4 separate regions of the Mus musculus genome follow, and regions 1, 2 and 3 are each linked to region 4. Evidence: chromatin contacts called from public capture Hi-C and promoter capture Hi-C data. All regions are on one chromosome and are shown on one strand. Each heading gives the region's core, a stretch centred on a gene start, on an enhancer-like site or on the middle of the called end of the contact. The rest is flanking DNA. Distances are from core to core; before and after follow the strand shown.

Region 1 (2,913 bases), core at 64-2,563, 530 kb before region 4:
TTTCTCTTTCCTAGCAAAGGGTGCTGGTTTTAGTTTGTGACCTTTAGTTTTGAGGTTTTGTTTGTTTGTTTGTTTGTTTTCAGAATGGTTTCTGTGTGTCCCTGGCTGTCCTGGAACTCTCTTTCCTTCCTTCCTTCCTTCCTTCCTTCCTTCCTTCCTTCCTTCCTTCCTTCCTTCTTTCTCTCTCCTCCTCCTCCTCTTCCTCTTCCTCCTCCTCCTCTTCCTCTTCCTTTTCTTCACAATGACCTTTAACTTCTTGCCTCCAAAGTCCTGTAATTAAAGGTCTGTACCACCATGCTAAACAATTTTAAGTTGTTTTTGTTTGTTTGTTCTTAGAAATCTTCATACTTTATTTTTGTGTCTGTATTAATTTACATTCTCTCTTAAAAGTTATAATGACTCTTTCTCCTATATCTGGTTTCATATATACTTCTTTTAAAATTTTAAGATTATTTTTATATGTGTATGAATGTATGTATGTGCACCATGTGAGAACCTGGTGCCTGTGAATTAAAAAGGTGATGAAGCTCTTGGAGTTAAGATGTTTTCAAACGATCGTGTGGATGATTGAAAGCAATCCCAGGGCCTCTGTAAGAGTAACAAGTGCTCCACATCTTAATATTCAGAAGTGGGACAGTGTATTCTACAGCCACATTGAAGTTCTAGCCGAAATAAACCAAATCCACAAACACTATTTCTAGGAGTTTGGTGAAATGCATCTCTAATCTTAACCACCGCACAAGTTCTTCATGTTGAAGATATATTCTGAATTCAGCATTCTCTGTACGTTATAAAACCCAAACACTGTACAGTAAGCAGCGTAATGACCACCTATAGTACAAGCCCAAAGAAGCGCTGGTGAGATGGGTTGGTTGGTAAAATGCCTGATTATCCTTCATGAGGATCTGCGTTTGGATCCCCAGAACCCACGTAAAAAGCCGGCCAAGCCTCTATCGCTAAAACTGGAGGTAGGGATGTGTGTCATTGGCTTTGTCCTAATGTCACTGAGTCCTGAATGTTCACAAAAAAAGTAGTGTGAGTAAGCGGAAAGGCACGAGGAACTCACACGAAGAACTAAATGTGTGCTCTAAAAACCCCGAAGTATATTCTCTTTAAATAGAATGACACCAAATATACTCCGGGTTTACTCCAGGGGTTTGGGGGAGCCAGAGTTAGGGAGGTTCTGTAGTCAGTTTGCCGGGTGAGTTCCATTTAAACGCGCTGAAAAGAGTTAAAGAGGCGGGTCGGTACCGTTCACCAATCAGGGACGTTGTTACTTTCCTGCATGAACTGCCCAATGAGGAGCATGGATAGTCAGAGGGTGCCGCCATTGCCGCCCTGTTTGAGTCCTGTGTAGCTCCAGGGAGGCAGGTGGTGACTTGGCCTGAGTCGCTGTCCCTTCTGCTGATTGTAGGCCCTTTAGGAAGCACACTGCTCGCGTGTGAAATCAGGAAATGGTGAGTGTGCCCTGTGTTCCTGGAGTCGTGCGTGGCACGTTGGTGACATCGCGGAGGCTTTGTCCCTGTGTGGTGCCGCGGCACTGACGTTCGCCTGATTCTGTGCAGGAGTCTGTCACCCGCGCCCTCTCACCCACGTGCGTTTTAATTCCGTGCAGAGCAGGCAGCGGGGAGCCTGGGGTCTGGTCCTGTCGGTCCGGCCCTGCCCTGCCCCGCCCCCCTTCTGAAGCAGTGTCTTCTAGTCCGCTGTGCTCTCGGGTGAGACAGCGCCTCTCCAGACTGCATCGCTGGCGAGTTGGCGTGATGCTCTGTAGCATTTAGACTGTTGTGAGGGGCTTTGATAAACGCTGTTCGTTCCTTCCTTCCTTCCTTCCTTCCTTCCTTCGTGGGCATCGAACCTCAGGCTTTGCTCATTCTAGGCAATCCTTTTACCAATGAACTGTAAACCTATCCCGCATCCTGGTTTTTGCTGTTAGCGTTAATGCAGGAGGATTTGTTTGCTCCCTCTGGGCTGAGAGTGGGAGGAATGCTCCGGCTTGCAAGGAAGAGAGGATTTTCAATTTGCTTCAAAATTGTTTGGATTCACCAACCAATTGGGCAATTAATTGTCTAGGCACAGGTGAAATTTGGGGGAATTTTTTTTTTCTTCTAGCATTGCTGGCTGTAAAAAAAAAAGCATGAGATGGGATGAATAATTTAATTGTAAAAACAAACAAAAACGTGGTAGATTCTTTGGCTGTGGACTTGAACAGAAGGGATGAGAGGGTTATATCTGTTTCTATCTCATCGTTATGAATATTCGTAAGTTGTTTATATCCTCTTGATTTAATTTTAGCTTGTTGTATGCGACTCAGAATCAAACCATTTCTTGCATATATTTCTTTTCCTCGTGGGGGGTATTTTTTTCAAAATACTACCAAATGGTCCACTGCTTTTCTTTTTTCCTGTCTTTTTTTTTTTTAGTCTCTTGCAACCTCCCCTAATTTATGACTTTATTAATTTGTCTCTTCCCTCTTTTTTGTTAGCTTGACTACAGTTTTGCCTATTTTACTGTTTTTTAAAAGAACCATTTCTGAGATTGACATTGACTGTGTGTATTCTTTGAGTCAATTTCAATAATTTTTCAACTTATTTTTTACTTCTTGCTGTCTTTTGCTCTTAAGTCTGACATTTTGTTGTTTTCCTAAGACCTTGTGTTTGAGCCATTAAGTTGAACTATTTATTCGGCATTCTGAATTCTCAGTGTGTGTATGGGAAGCCGCGGTAGCTTTTTTGGCTCTAAATTGAAGATGAACTTGGAGGGTAACCAGAGGAAAATTTAATCGAGTTTTTGAGGTTGAGAGGGGGAAAGCAGAAAACAGGGCAGGCAAGCTTTAAATATTGGCATTTGTGGTTAGGCGAGAAAACAAAACAAAAGGATGCCTTTTAAGTTCAACATGGAGATCAGAGAAACAGT
Region 2 (2,715 bases), core at 118-2,617, 810 kb before region 4:
TTCTGCCTCTGCCTCCCATGTGCTGAGATTACAGGTGTGTGCCACCATTAGTTTAGCTTGCTTGCTTGCTTTTCTTTTTCTCTTCTCTCTTCTCTCCTCTCCTCTTCTCTCTTCCTCTCCTCGCCCCCCTCTCTTTTTCTTTCCTTTCCCTTTCCCTTTTCCCTTTTTCCTTTTTCCTTTCCTTTCCTTTTTTTGTTTTTTGTTTATTTTAAGTCAGTTTCTCACTATGTAGCCCAGGCTGGGATTCAACAGTTCTACTGCTTCAGCCATCTGAGTGCTGGCATTACAGGTGTATACCACCATACCCATTTTGACTATAAATTGTTAAAATTTAGTTGGGGGGACTAGAGAGATTTCTCAGTAGGTAAAGTACTTGTCATGCAAGCCTGAGTTCTAGCTTCAGTACTCATACATAACAAAGTCAGGAGCAGTACCTGTCATCCTAGTTAGCTCTGGAGAGCTTAGGCCAGGAGGCCCTCTAGGGCTTGTTGGCTAGCCATTCTAACTAAGTTAACAAGCTCTACATACATCTATCTAAGATGTGGGTATTAGGTGTCATAGTCCCTGACATGTCTCATGAGGACCAGAAGGGAGGCTCCCCAAATGTACAGGCACTATATGATATGTTTAGAACATTTCTGGTGCTCTCAAGTCTGACCTGCTCTTTGCCATAGGTGCTGGTAGATATCCCCAGCCTATCTTCACCAAGGGTAAAAAAGATTGGAGGACAGAGAGGACAGAACCTTGTAAATCTATCTAGAGATGGACTCAGAAGGATCTCTGGGAAGGAAGCAATTCTTGCCTGGGGTCAGACATTTCTTTGTTGAAGCCCCAGTCTAAGTGAGTTGATGACCACAAGGGTAGATAAGGAAGGGTTTAGCAGAGCACAGCTTGGGTAACGGACTGGAGATGGGGACTGGTGTAGCAGGTGCGTGACCCATTTAATCACTTCACAGGAAACCTCTGCTTATATCCCAGCTGCTGACCTGGATTGAGGGTATATCATTCCAGGCAGACCCAACCAGCACCACACTGCCTTGCAGTCACAGATACAAAGCTGGTCCACAAGAGCTCAAGCTATTATGCCTTGGTTGTTTCTTATCTTTTCCTGTGCCATCTCATCCCCAAGACTGTTCTAGCTCTGTTCTGCTAGGTTACCCATGAGGGCATATTTACCAGTTCCCCAGTTTCTACTTGGGACCCTTGTTACCTGAATGAACTTCCAATGGGGGCTTGAGGACTCACCATGGCTTCAGGGGATGATGAACCACAGGGTGAATGAGCTCTGAGCTTAGGCTTCTGCCTTGAGGAAGTTAAGTGTGGTTTCTGCTCCACGGGCTGACACACCAAGTCGGAGCTGTTGGGCTGGGGAGGGCAGAGGAGGAAGGAGGCGGAGATAGCCTTTCTGTCCCCTCCTTGAGTTCCTGCCTGTCCACTACTGTCCCCAAAGTCAGGTCATTAGACCTAAGCACATCTATAAAGCACAAGTTTCCTAGCTCCTACTAGCCTCTTGATTCCCTATTGTCCCCCTTAGTTTTAACACTTTGGGGTCCTGACAAGCTTTGTCTCTGAAGAGGCAAGCTTAGGACAAACTCAGGACAGTCACAGCACCTTAGTGGGGATTTTATGGCTTTCTCTGGGTCTTAAGACGTCTCTAAAGAGGTAGACCTAGGATATGGCTGTTGCAATGGTGAGGACATATCTGTCCTCCTGTATTGCTTCATCTACCTTGTTTCACCATTTGTACTCTCAACAGGACTTCCCTGTTAAGGTGACAAATGCCCCATCAGCCAGGGCTATGCACCCAAAGCATCATCAACTGGGATAAGCAGACTTATGGGTGGGTGGCATTAAAAGATGTCTAAGTCCTGGGCTGAAGGGACATCACTGTTGCTGTGAAGGTATGGGGTTTTAGGACCTCTCAAGTTCACAGTGGTTAAAGGAAGCAGAGAGAGGAGAAACAAGAAAACTGGATTGCAGGAAAATGAAGCCCAAAGTGGGACAAAGGTAGATATAGGAAAGGAGAGCCCTGACACGTGATTCAGTCCACAGGAACAAAGAACACTCAGCAGGGTTCAGAGGTATGATTCTCAGTTTGGGAACAGAATAGAATTCTTTGAGCTGTTAAAAAAATATCTTCCAGAGATTCTGATGTCACCAGTCTGGGATGTGGTCCAAGGAGGAGGACTACTTACACCCTAGCAGGATGGTTCTGGTGTATAGATGAGTGTACATGTGTCTATGTCCCTGGAGTCACAAAGTACATGCTCTAAGCAACTGGCGTAGTGGTGCATACTTGTAATCCCAGCAGAAGCAGGAAGTTCACTACATTTCCAAGGTTAGCCTAATCTACATAGTGAATTTCAGGCCAGCCAGCACTACATAATGAGACCCTGACTCAGAAACGTAACCAAAAAAGTACATGTTCTACCCAGGTATAGTGGCACACATCCGTAATCCTCGCATGTGGGAGAAGAGGATATTAAGTGCATGACCATCCCCCGGCTGGAAAGTTGAGACCCTGTGAAGGAAGATAACATAAACTAAATCCAAAGTTTGTAGCTCTGTTGGTAGTGTACTTATATAGCATGTACAAAGCCTTAAATCTGATTTCTAGAATCTCATAAAACAGCACTTGGGAGTTAAAAGCAGGAGGATTGGAAAGTCTGGTAGTTTAAGGCTATTGTTGCAGTGCCTTGTAAAAATACAATGAAG
Region 3 (2,787 bases), core at 229-2,728, 560 kb before region 4:
CTTACAGAATGAATCTTTCTATATGTATAGAAAAGGGGTTTACTGGAAAGACTCACAGGCTGCGGTCTAGCTAATCCAACAATGGTTGGCTGTGGATGGAAAGCCCAAGAATCCTGTAGTTTCTCAGACCACGAGGCTAAATGTCTCAGCTGGTCTTCAGCTTATGCTGGAATCCCTAAAAAGTAAGGTTCTGATGCCAGTGAAGGAATGGACATGCTAGCAAGGCTAGGGCAAGCAGGCAGGAGCAGAAGCTTCCTCGTCCAGCTCTAGCAAAGCCTGTAGCCTAGATTAGAGCTGATTCAAGGTTTGGTTCAAAGGCCTGGGACTCCCTACCTCAAAGGTCCAGACCTGAAGCAGAATCACCGACTCCAAAGCAAGCAAAAAGTTCTCACAGGTATGTCCTCCATTCCCAGATTTGATTTCATGACTAACAGAGTCAAGTTGACAACCAGAAAAATAATCATCACAGGACTCAAGAAGAAATTTGGAGGTGGGAACTGAAGTAGAGGTCATGGGGAAATACTGCATGTTCACTCTCCCTTTTTATACAGCCTAGGCCTATCTACCTAAGTATGCATTAATACAGTAGATTGGAAACCCCCCCCCCCCCACACACACACATCATTCTTTAATCCAAAAATATTCTACAGTCTTGCCTATAGCCAATCTAATGGAGGCATTTCTAAGTTGAGTTCCCTTCTCTCAGATGACCCCCACTAACATCAAGTCGACAAAAGGCCAACCAGTACCGGAGCGAAAGCCTCTTCTTTGCTTACAAGTTTTTTTCTATTTACATTATTAATTCATATATGTTGCTTTCTGCTCTTGGCTTGGTTTATAGTAATAATGTTCAATACCCAGAAGTAGTCCAAGTAAAGCCTGTAAGAAGAGACATTTGCAAAAGCATATGTCTTTATCAAACGTGTTTTAAAATATTATTTCTTCAGACAAAGCTTTAACATATTTGTACAGGTTTCTTTCAAACCTGGGGCTCAATCAACATTTTAAATCTTAACTTTCAAAAAATATAGGTGCAAAAGTCCATTTGCCTCATCTCAGATTCTTAAGTTGGCACTCATTATTGGCACTGTCCTCTCCTGACCGGGTAACCTTCTCTGTTTGGGGTCATGGGTTTTCCTTTCCCTACACTGAGTCTGGGATGTCCAGAGCCAATCTGTAGCGCTATTTTATGTGAAACAGTAGAAGCCCACTGAGTACACGACAAAGCGAGTGCGTGCACTAAAATCCCAGAAGGCGTCGTGCTTAAATGCAAGGATCCCACATATTTACTCCAAACGGAACGTCTGGGTTAAGATTGGGTGTTGCTCTATCTTTTTTTTTTTTTTTTTTTTCCCCATTTGCGTCAAGTATGGGAGAGGTTGTTGATCCTGCTACTCACGAATAAGAAGGCGGGTCCAGCATCTTTCGCCAATCAGAGCCGCTGTTACTTCCTTGCTGGAACTGTCAAATGAGGAACACGGATGTTCTGAAGTTTCTGCCCCTGGCTCCATTTTTGAATCCCGTGTAGCTTTTGTGAGGTGTTGTGACAGCTGGTTTCAGTCAGTGCCACCTATTTTGTCGGCAGGCTCTTCCGAAGGACCCCCGCATGCGTCCGAAGCTGGAAATGGTGAGTACACGGTTGCTCCCGGAGTCGTGGGCCGCGGCTTTGACGTAGCCTGGCGCAGCTTGGCACCGCCGACCCGACGTTCCTCTGGCGCTGTGCTGCAGTTCGAGGTGGAGCTTGGCACCGGCGGAGCCAGGAGTCGGAGGCTCCTCCTGCCCTGTCGCTGTAAAACTGCTTTATCCCAGTCCCTTGGCTATCATGGGGAATGAGCTCGGTGGTCCTGCACCCTGCAGACTTTGCAGCGCTCACGGGTTGGTGATGCGGTCTGGTCAGTGTAGTGAAAGGACGTGGGTGTTGAGCGTTACTGCTGGTCTGACCTTGCACTTGCGTTTGGCCTGCTTTATTGTTTTCTGAGGTCTCCTTGATTTTGTATTAGTTTTGCTCTAGGCTGCTTCTCCAAAGAGAAGGAATATGTAATGTGCTTTTGGTGGCAGTGGTGCTGGTGAGTTTTTGATTGGTTGATTTCTTTGTTTTTCAGACAGGGTTTCTCAGTAGCCCTGGCTACCCTGGAACTCACTTGGTAGACCAGGCTGGCTTCGAACTCAGAGATTCTCCTGCCTCTGCCTGTAATGTGTGTTTGTTTGTCTTCTTTCCTTTCTTGGAACTCATTACGTAGACCAGGCCTACCTTGAACTCAAGAGATCTGCCTGCTTCTGCTTCCTGAGAACTGCAGTTTAGATGCGAGCACCATCATGCCCTACAAGGTGGGCTCCTTAATTAGTATTTACCAAGATTACAGTCCTCTAGAAAAATATTAACATCTTCGGTTGTTTCCTTTGCCCTTATGTAAATCGTTTTTCTAGACAGTGTAATTTGCGACTAGGGAAAGTGTGGACAGGGGCCATCTGGGAGAAAAACATACGTGTCTTCTATCTTCTGGATGAGGTATTTTTTTGAGAGTTGGTTTGAGTGCACAAAACATTTCAAATTTTATTAGTGTTGTTCATGTGTGGTGAGCCAATCTTTGGGCTCCCGTGCCATAGTATATACTGTGCAGGTCAAAGGACTCCCTTGTGGGGTTGGAGTTGGTTCTCCTGTCCATTCCCTGGGTTCAGGGATCAAACACAGGTCACAACGCATGCTTGACGACTGCTTTTGCCTGTTGACTCATTTCTTCGGCTTCATTTATTTTTACTTTTACTTTTATTTTAAAACCGGGTTTC
Region 4 (2,869 bases), core at 25-2,524:
CTGATATTTTTGTTGTTTGAGGTGGAATTATGTTTGTGTGGCTGTCTTCTTTTGGGTTTGTTGAAAGAAGATTACTGTCTTGCTTTTTCTAGGGTGTACTTTCCTTTCTTGTGTTGGAGTTTTCCTTCTATTATCCTTTTTAGGTCTGGATTTTTGGAAAGATATTGTGTAAATTTGTTTTTGTCATGGACTATCTTGCTCTCTCCATCTATGGTAATTGAGAGTTTTGCTGGATATAGTAGCCTGGGCTGGCATTTGTGTTTTCTTAGGGTCTGTATGACATCATATTTCTTACTGTCTTAGCTGAAGAATCAAAAAAGGAAAAAAAAATCTAATGAAGGTAGAGATCTCTGTAGAAGAGGCAGTGTAATGTTTGTAAGACCAGAGGAGATGGGTGACTTCAAGAAAACAGTGTTTTCCAGATAAGCAGGGTTGGTGCACATAAGAACTCAGAGAGACAGTGGCTACATGTACAAGACCTACATAAGTTCAATAAAGTTAGACAAAAATCCCAGCCCAGGGAAGGGGAAGTGGTAGCAAAGTCCCACTCCTAATCAAGATGCTAGGAGAGCGAAAATTGTTTTTCCTTAATGGAGTGACACAGGGAACATCAACCACACTCCAAATGAGGCCCCGTATGTGGGAGCAGCTGGCCAACACAAAGCAGAAATTTGTTGTCGCTTGCTTGTTTGATGAGATGATACATGAGGGGGTTTGGAAGACCTGTGCTTTTGAGGAAGGAGGCTGATTATTTTTATTTTTTTCATTTTATTATTTTGTGTGTGTGTGCAGGTATATTTTTCCTGCAGGTATGGTTTGTGCACCCATTGCATGCATGGTGCCCTTGGAGGCAAAAATAGGGCATCAGGCATCAGATCCCCTGGAATTAAGAGTTACAGACAATTGTGAACCACGATGAGGTTCTGGAAAGCCAACCCGAGTTCTCCAGAAGAACTTCAAAGGAGCCATCTCCCTAGCCCCAACCCTTTGACTTTTGCCCTTCTGGGATCATCAAAATATCTTGTGTGGTGATATTGAAACATGAGCTATAAATAAATGTACCAAAAAGGAACGATAAAAGTAGTGCATCTGAGAAAAAACCTTGGTGGGGCCAGGTGCTCTCCAGAGTAGGAACCAGGGTCAACTGTGAAGTCTTCCAGGGAGGAAGGAGATGTTTCTATTGTCACTCAGGATTCAGGAGGCAGGCTCACGGATTGTTGGCCAATCAAGGAGAACGTTTGGTAGCTGTGTGAACTGCCCAATGAGGAGTTTCGGTCTTCGGTGACGTAGAAAGCACAACATTTGGGGTGCCATTGTGTGTCCCCGCCATATTGTCGTCCTGTGTCTTTGACTGCGGCCCCCAGGTCTCTCTCCTCGGTATCTCTGTCCCCCCTACTGACAGCGGGAATCGCAGGAGGTCACCTGGACACCCGGTGACTGGAAATGGTGCGTGCGCAGGCTGTAGGGAGGAGGCTACTGTAAGCGGAGGCGGCAGTGGGGACGCGGCCTTCCAGGGCAGCTGAGTCTGCATCTCATCTGCTCTGCTGGGCCGCGCTGCCCGGGTCCCTCTGGATGGAGCTGGACCAGCAGGCAGAGCTGCGGTCCTGTCCTTTGCTGAGAGCTCAGTGCTGCGGGGTCTCAGGTCAGCTGGGCGCTTGCAGCCTGCGTCTCCGCAGTCTGGGAGGTGTAGGCGGAGAGTCGTGGGGAACCGTGGGTTTGGGCTCTTGTAAGGGGATTTGTAGGAAAACCGCGAGGTGAGCCCGGGTTCTATGCACGTTGTCAAAAAAAAAAAAAAAAAAAAAAAAAAAAAAAAAAAAGTAGGCTGCATTTATGTCTGCTCAGTGTCCCAATTTACTTAACAGTCAGTCATTTCTCAGCCTTTATCGGCTAGGATTTGATGAGTACACCTGGTTATCCTTGAGAGCTGGCCATTGGCAACCACGATGCATTTATCCCTATCTTAAGTATTACTATCAATAGGCAGGTAACACATGACCATTTAACACAATGGTATACAAAGTGCAAGTTACTAAATGGTTAGAAAGGCTGAAAATATAGGAGGTTCTCAAGTTGGAGGCAGAGAACTGGTAAGACTTATCAGTGAGGGTGTAGAATGTCCAATGCACGTTCCGAGCACAGGCTGTTGTTAGAAGGCCTGTTTGAAGTGAGCTGAGGTCCTAGAGCTGGAGTCCTAGGGTAGAGACGGGGCTTTTCCTGTGATAAGTTTTCTGGCTTTTGACAATTGACCCTATGACCCGTCAACCAGCTTGTTGCAGTTTCTATAGTCTCAGGCAGGGGGTTATATCTGGTTAGGCTGGTGAGTTTTATGTGCATGTATATATGATTTGGTATATTGTCAGGCGTCATTATTGAGACAGATTATTAAATTGTGCCTTTATTTGTTCTTTGTTGATATTGATATTCAGAATAAACCAGTGCAGAGTTTTTGCTTAACAAAACAGTCATGTAGGCCAGAAAGCTGATAGTTCCCAAAGCACAGAGTATCCCAGAACAGCCCCACCCCACCCTGTCTTCTCTCACATTTCAGTGACATCCGCTAGTCCTATGAGAACATGCCTATGGGTTTCACTCAAGGGAAGTTTCCTCTAAATTCCATGACTTGTATTCTTAGCCTAAGGATTCTTATAACTCTCAATAAATGCCTGACTTTCCAAACCCTTTTGACATTGCTGGACTTACTGAAAAGGAAAATTCACGTGCATGGCTTGCTCAGATTGGTCCTTATCATAAGTATTACTGGTCACGTGCATGGCTTGCTCAGATTGGTCTTTATCATAAGTATTACTGGTCACGTGCATGGCTCGCTCAGATTGGTTTTTATCATACGTATTACTGGTCACGTGCATGG

The links. Promoter capture Hi-C pulls out the DNA fragments that hold promoters and counts their contacts. Capture Hi-C pulls out chosen DNA fragments and counts their contacts.
Region 1: a contact with region 4 is called in a promoter capture Hi-C map of liver, with 4 times the contacts expected there. The contact joins the promoter of Zfp81 here to the promoter of Zfp799 in region 4. A contact is called at or near these places in 7 of 39 promoter capture datasets (the 3T3-L1 cell line, embryonic stem cells, hematopoietic stem and progenitor cells and 2 more) and 1 of 9 other capture datasets (pancreatic islet).
Region 2: a contact with region 4 is called in a promoter capture Hi-C map of hippocampal neurons, with 6 times the contacts expected there. The contact joins the promoter of Pram1 here to the promoter of Zfp799 in region 4. A contact is called at or near these places in 5 of 39 promoter capture datasets (the 3T3-L1 cell line, hematopoietic stem and progenitor cells, hippocampal neurons and 1 more) and 1 of 115 datasets of contacts at active chromatin or transcription factors (memory CD8 T cells).
Region 3: a capture Hi-C map of macrophages shows a contact between it and region 4, with 3 times the contacts expected there. The contact joins the promoter of Zfp101 here to the promoter of Zfp799 in region 4. A contact is called at or near these places in 6 of 39 promoter capture datasets (the 3T3-L1 cell line, cranial neural crest, hippocampal neurons and 1 more), 2 of 115 datasets of contacts at active chromatin or transcription factors (bone marrow-derived macrophages and large pre-B cells) and 2 of 9 other capture datasets (adipose tissue and macrophages).

Annotation. Positions count from the first base shown.
Region 1 is chr17:33,357,278-33,360,190 of GRCm38.p6, reverse strand. Zfp81 (zinc finger protein 81) reads left to right here and starts at 1,313. Exons shown (of 4, transcript NM_207541.1): 1 at 1,313-1,457. The coding sequence starts at 1,455.
Region 2 is chr17:33,636,708-33,639,422 of GRCm38.p6, reverse strand. Pram1 (PML-RAR alpha-regulated adaptor molecule 1) reads right to left here and starts at 1,367. Exons shown (of 10, transcript NM_001002842.2): 1 at 1,246-1,367. The coding sequence starts at 1,248.
Region 3 is chr17:33,393,328-33,396,114 of GRCm38.p6, reverse strand. It overlaps Zfp101 (zinc finger protein 101), which reads left to right and starts at 1,478. Exons shown (of 4, transcript NM_009542.2): 1 at 1,478-1,627. The coding sequence starts at 1,607.
Region 4 is chr17:32,828,666-32,831,534 of GRCm38.p6, reverse strand. Zfp799 (zinc finger protein 799) reads left to right here and starts at 1,274. Exons shown (of 4, transcript NM_177359.5): 1 at 1,274-1,446. The coding sequence starts at 1,444.